Regions from separate parts of the Ovis aries genome. Here region 2 is linked to region 1. Evidence: chromatin contacts called from public Hi-C data. All regions are on one chromosome and are shown on one strand. Each heading gives the region's core, a stretch centred on a gene start, on an enhancer-like site or on the middle of the called end of the contact. The rest is flanking DNA. Distances are from core to core; before and after follow the strand shown.

Evidence for each region. A called contact is a pair of places that touch in the nucleus more often than the background predicts.
Region 2: a contact with region 1 is called in a Hi-C map of muscle, with 2.5 times the contacts expected there. The contact joins the enhancer-like site here to the promoter of AHCYL2 in region 1. A contact is called at or near these places in 3 of 16 Hi-C or Micro-C datasets (liver, muscle and tail adipose tissue).

Annotation. Positions count from the first base shown.
Region 1 is chr4:94,835,841-94,838,887 of ARS-UI_Ramb_v3.0, reverse strand. AHCYL2 (adenosylhomocysteinase like 2) reads right to left here and starts at 1,596. Exons shown (of 16, transcript XM_060415121.1): 1 at 1,200-1,596. The coding sequence starts at 1,562.
Region 2 is chr4:95,052,353-95,055,446 of ARS-UI_Ramb_v3.0, reverse strand. It overlaps STRIP2 (striatin interacting protein 2), which reads right to left. Exons shown (of 21, transcript XM_060415119.1): 16 at 2,491-2,767; 17 at 52-152. Among named protein-coding and RNA genes, the nearest start is that of STRIP2, 23 kb to the right of the region's middle. Within about 2 kb of position 1,441, at least 6 of the 54 cell types and tissues checked have an H3K27ac peak or open chromatin away from gene starts, as enhancers often do. A contact at or near this core is called in muscle, where this site is marked.

The DNA of each region.
Region 1 (3,047 bases), core at 347-2,846:
CACTATATTTTAGTAATTAGAATGCAAGAGTTTTCTGATTTACACCTTAATAAGGGGGCTATTACAATCAAAAGTTAGGCTGGATACAAGGTTTCAACTCAGCTGAGTCCTGCACAGTGCAGATTTCACATCACTTTCTTGCTTTTCTGATAAATCATTCACAAAACGAAAAACCCAGTATATCACTATGTTCGCATACTACCTCAGAAATTATAGCGATAATCCACAACTTGTTTTTGCAATATTTGCCATTTTTCTCTGTACTGATTTGCTTTCTGAGAGGACAGACACCACAGACAGCCATTGCAAGGATAATACTGAGAATATCAAACATTCAGGCACATCTATCTACTCCTTGGTGTTCTGAGACTACTGCCTCTTCAAAACTATCTGAAAGAAGCTGGCAGCTTAGCAAAATCTGACAGTGATCGCCTTTCCCAAAAGTAGAAGCATTTCTTCCTAATACTTACGGACCATAATAAAAGAACCAATAAAAACAATCATTCTCTTTATACACAGTCTAACAATCCTGGTGATCAACTACTGAGCTGAGAGGACAAACCTCAAAGAGAAGAGTGGAGTGAATCTCTCCATTACCCTATTACCCTTCTACTTTCAGAGAAAACCTAAGGATCTTGCAGTATGTGGAATGAAGGGCACGGCATCAGTACTGCTAGATGGAAGCGCCTGGCCACAGAAAGGCAGAGAGTCATCTTCTGTACAGAAACCAGACAACTGAGGATCTCAACGCGAGGTAACTACTCCTTACAGAAAAGATGTCCAAACGGAAAAGCTCTTTCAACCCTTATTACTGGGTGAACTCTCAGAAGCAGTAAAGCTTTTCTACACCATCGGGGTCTTCTCCCCGACAGTCTGGAAAATACACACGGGAGTAGGTTAGGAGTACAGAAAGGTGTAATACGAGGTGCCTCTCCTCTCCCAGCCTATTCCAAGTAGTAAGGAAGGGCGCTACCTCCATGTTATTCCCAGCGAAGTACGGCCGTACCACCTGGAGTCTTCGCCCCCCAGCACTGGGGCCCGTGTGGGGGCATCTCTGAGAGAGCGGGTTTAAGGGGAAAAGAGATGTCTCTACTTCCAGCATCAGAAGGGAGGGCGTGGAGAGTGGTGCCGCCGCGCCGAGAGGATCTGCGGTTCCCCACCTCCCTCCCTCTCCGAAAGAGGCAGCCCGGCCCCAATACCTTCTTGACTGTGCGCGGCGCCTCGGTGACGGTGCCGTCGGGGCTGACCAGGGCTTCGCCGCCGTCGCGGTGCCTCTGATGCTGGTGATGAGGGTCGCTCCGCTTCATGGCCGACGCCTGAGGCACTTTCCCAGCGGCCGGGCTGAGAGCCGCTGCGGGCCCGGATCCCGGACCGGGGGCCGGGGGCCGCTCCGCGGCCGGAGCTGGAGCTTCAGGGTCCCCGCCGCCCGCTGGGGGGGCCATGGCGCTCCCGGCCGCTGTGCTCAGTCCCAGCTGCGGCTCCGCCTCGGAGGGGCTCAGGTCCTTCAGCTCCACCTCAGGCACCTTCGCGGCAGCAGCTGCTGACACGACCTGCACCGACATCACCGCCTCCACTGCAACCGCCGGCTCAGACTCTAGCTCCGGCTCGGCCCCGCCTCCCGCCTCCCTTCCCCTTCCCTCCCCCATTCCCCCACTCCTCCCCTCCATCGCCTCCGCTCCCACCCCCTTCCTCTGCCCGCCCGCCAACTCTCCAGCCAGCCCGGCCTCTCCCTCCCCACCCCGCCCCGCCCCGCCCCGCCCCGCGCAACCCGACCCGCCCCGCCCGACCCGGCTAGCTCCCGCGCGTGGTGCCACGGAACCTGTAGTGCGCTTGTTCAGGGCCGCACGCGGCGACAACACCGTGGGACCTCAGCCCCCGACCAGCACTGCGCGCTGCCGAGGGCGGGGCCGTGATGCCCCCTGGGAATTGTAGTCCCTGTCGCCTTCCGGCTAGCGGGATTCTGTAGTACTAGTGGAGCTCTAGTCCAGGCGACTAACGGAAAGGAGTGAGAACGGGTGACACGACAAAGGACATGAGAAAGAGTCTCCAGAGGAACTGGGGCTTCCGAGGAGACAACGCTAGAAACCCTCCGCCTGCGAAGGTGGGGGAAGAAAGGGCTCTCTACCCTGACAGTGTACATTTCCTCCCCGTGTGCTAGTCTAAGATCACGTAAGCAGGCGTTTAAAGGAAAAGCGGCATCACGTGGGGAGAGCGCAGGCCTCAGGCTGAAAGTGACTTGATTTTTCTGCCTCAGTGAAAGGGAACCCTAACACCTTTCTGAACTTTAATGGCTTTGTTTTTAGAAAGAATAAAATAAGACCTTATGTGCTGTGGTGATTTCTAGAACATTCTGGGCTTAGAGTTTACTATCAGTCCAAAAAAATAGAAGTTCGATATTACTAGGTAGGAAATTTTTAGGCTAAAGAGTCAGACACCACTTAACGACTAAACAACAACGACAAAAGAATTACACGTTGCCTTAAGCTTAATTCTTTTGCCCTGTTAATTCTCTTTTTCTTTCTTCTCCTTTTTCTCTTTGCCCCTCCATTCAGCTTGTAGGATCTTAGTTCAGGAATTGAACCCGGGGCCTTCAGCAGTGAAAGTAGTGAGTCCTAACCACCCAACCACCAGGGAATTTCCATTCTGTGAATTCTCATAGATGTCCAACCTAAGTTTGCATGCCAGTGGCACAAAGAGGTAAAATAAACCAAAATGTCAGAGTTGGGAGCACAGAAAGGTTTATTACAGAGTGCCAGGCACAAGAGGGAGCTAGTGCTCAAGAAAACCCAAACCCAGATGTCAAACAAAATTTGGGGTGAGGGCTGCCAATGTGTGACTATTCTGATTGGTTGGATGATGTCTGGATGTCTGGGGAATCTCAACCTTCTGGTTCCAAGGTGTCTAGGGTACACATACTTGTGGTCACATGTATGCGGTCACCATCATCTGCCTGGGTAGGGGGTTTTAGGTTCTGTAGAGGAGCTCAGAGATAAGTATCAGATTATTATCTATATCTCTTCAGAAGGAACTATGAGTCCTGTGACTCT
Region 2 (3,094 bases), core at 192-2,691, 220 kb before region 1:
TTTCTCAATCCCCAAACAGCCTTTTGAAATAAACCTGTCCAGAGTCCTTACCCATTTTTGGCAGTGATGTAGGACAAGATATTTTGATTGAAGAACTTCAGGATCAATGGGATGCAGTTGGCAAATACCAAATGTTGTGATACATATTCAAACTGAATTAAAAAATCAAAGCAGAAAGGAAGCTTATTTGGGGGAGAATAGAAGGTCTGTATGAAAAATAAAGAGGCAAGTACAATTCTGACAGCCATTCCTAAGAATATCCACTGTCCACTTGTGTTAACAGTCTTCCTGTCTGGGACGTGGGAAGAGCCATCTTCAGCCAGCCTAGCCTACATAGAAGGGAACAGTCTGCAGTGTGTGTATGTTGCAAGCGCCTGACCAAAAGCACAAAATGTACACAAGCCAGAAAGAAAATCCCACTCCAGATAAACAGAAAGAATAGCTGTGAGATTTGTTCCTAAGCTCTACAGGAAAAGGATGGCTCCCCAAGGGAGTTGCCTTCCATACCAAAGCTCTGGCTCACAGGGTTTCAACTGTGATGGATATGCCAGGAACAGGTGCAGCGCAGCAACTGTTGGCATCAGTCAGGATGGATACGGTGCGTGGTAATCAAATGAACCACTGGAGTGTGGGCTCCAGGGTGGGTCTGGTTCACTGGACTAGCCCCTATACTTAGAATATCAGTATTTTAATGAATCAACAAGAGTCCTTCAGTCAACAGATAATGCACTAAGAATAAGTCCAAGGTCTTTTTGATAGGTGAAACAATAGAACATAGCACTCCACTTTGCTCTCTTGAATTTGGATAGGGTTTGCTTCCAGGAAGACCTACTGGGGCAGTGTCATGCAGCTGTGTCATCTGGCTTTTGCCCATGATACACTGAAGAGCATCACACACAGTTTGTCTCCAGAATCTAAACTACTCTAAGTGTAGAAACTGGTTGAAAAAGCACAGAACTGCAGTGTTTTAATTCCTTTAGCTCTTACTGATTCCTGATCACCAAAAAATAGCCATGGCAGCACACTTAGCTGCCCTCTCCCAAGGTGTATGGCTAGAGGTGAGGAGTCAGCTTGTGTTGCCCAGTTCTCTCTTCTGCTCAAATATCTTCTCCCTGGCAGCTGACCCAGAGTATTTTGCAAAGCCTCAGGTGCAGGAGCCAATACAAACCTACTGTCAAGTGATGGGAAACATCTTTCAGTTTGAGACACGTCTGTAGCCTTGTCAGGACACACTGACATGTACTGGCAAGGCCCATCAAGCCACCCACCTGTCTGGCTGTTGATCCACATACTGCCCACCAAGAGAAGCAGACAGAAGCACACATAGGCAGATCTCTTTCTACTAGGAACACTATTTCTCACTCATCCCTCCCTACTCCTCCCAGCCCTGCTGCTGCTCTGCAAACACTGGTAGAGGTGTGCGTCCTCGGGGTACCCTAACACACTACAAGATGTCTCTGAATGCACTGAAGTGGATACATATCCAGGTTGTACAGATGCACCTGCCATGGACACAGACTCTGCAGGGCCTCCCTGCACGGAGCTCCTGCTGTTTTAGCAGCAAGCTCGGTTCTGACTTCTCAGGAGGAATGGGGCAGAGCCTCTGTGCAAGAGTGAGAAGCTCCACCTCCTCTCCATGTCTCACCGCAGAGAACACTCACTCACTGCCCTCATCTTCTCCTGTGTCTTGGCAACACCCACAGCACCAAGTCCAAACTCCGTGGCATGGCAAACATTGCTCTTATGGCAGGTTCTTAACCTCTTTTAGCCTCAGTGGAGTAAAGTAAGACCCACCTCGCAGGGTTGAGAGACTTTGATGAGATCCCAGATGAACCTCTCGGAGAGCTGGCCACAGTGTAATTACTCCCTAACCGTGCGCTGGCACAGGTTTCGCTTTCTACTCCCCACCACCCTCTCCAGCTTTGCGTTACCACCAGAGCTCCCCGTCTCCCTCTACCTCATGCAGATCTCCAGAAACGTTTGATTAGTTTCCAAAGGTACTTTGCCCTCTCCCCTCAGGAGTTTCACAAACCAGCTTTTCTGCTTTAAATGCTTCCTGCCATCATTCCCTGACAACTCCTGCACCCTGGCTAACAAGTTTTCTGTAGGACTCAGGTTAGGAGTCACAGCTTCTCCACCTCAGGCTGGATTAGGTGTTTCCAAGGCAGCCAATGCTTACCTGTAACACAGCACTTATCACTCCATAATTGCCTACTTTACATCTGTATCCTTTATAAAACTTCAAAGCCCTTACGAGCTAGAGGATGCCTTATATAGGAGTCTATCTCAAATGTTAGAACAGTGCTTCACATACAGAAAAGTATGCTCGACACTCCCCACCCCCTCTTTTGGTGGCATGCTTGAGTCCTGTCTTCCATTGCTTCAAAGCTGGCTGGGCATATTCCCAAGAAGCTAGGGATTCCTACCTACGACCCCTGGATAATGTTCAAAGGACACAGACATTTGCAACTTTCTAGGACAATTCCCCACCTTGTGCCCCAAGCTTGTGCAACACGTATCTGAATTCCGTAAGACAAAGAACGATGCTCTGCTGGACTCCAAGGCCCTTGTGTTCTTCCTTTGGACGGCAGGACCTGGAGGACACCTGAGGGGTGTGGAGAAGTGCTCTGAGCTGCTCACCTGGTAGATGTGGTTCAGTTTGAAGTGTTTGAGGAGCAGCAGGAGCAGGGCAGAGATGCTCTTTACAATGATCTCCTTGTGCCTGTTCACATCGATGCCCAGCTTCATGCTTTGGAGAACAGTGATGCTACAACAGGGAAAGGAAGAGTCAGTGCAGAGGGTGGCCTTAGAGAGAGGCCTACGGGGACACATACAATACACACCAGTAAGCCAGAACCTGAGACACCTGAGCTGTGCTAGGAAACCTCCAGAGTTCCCACTTGTGAGTCTGTCTGGAGAAAAAAGTTCCTCTGATACCTTTGTGTCTCTCTCGCCTTTGGCAAGCTTGTCTCTTAGCAATGTCCACCCACATACACATGCAGCCAGTGATGTGGCCCTCCAGACCCTCAGTTCTGGGCTCAAAAGAGCACAGAGAGAGCACTGCAGTGGAAAGGGGCTACTGGTGGCAGAGAGA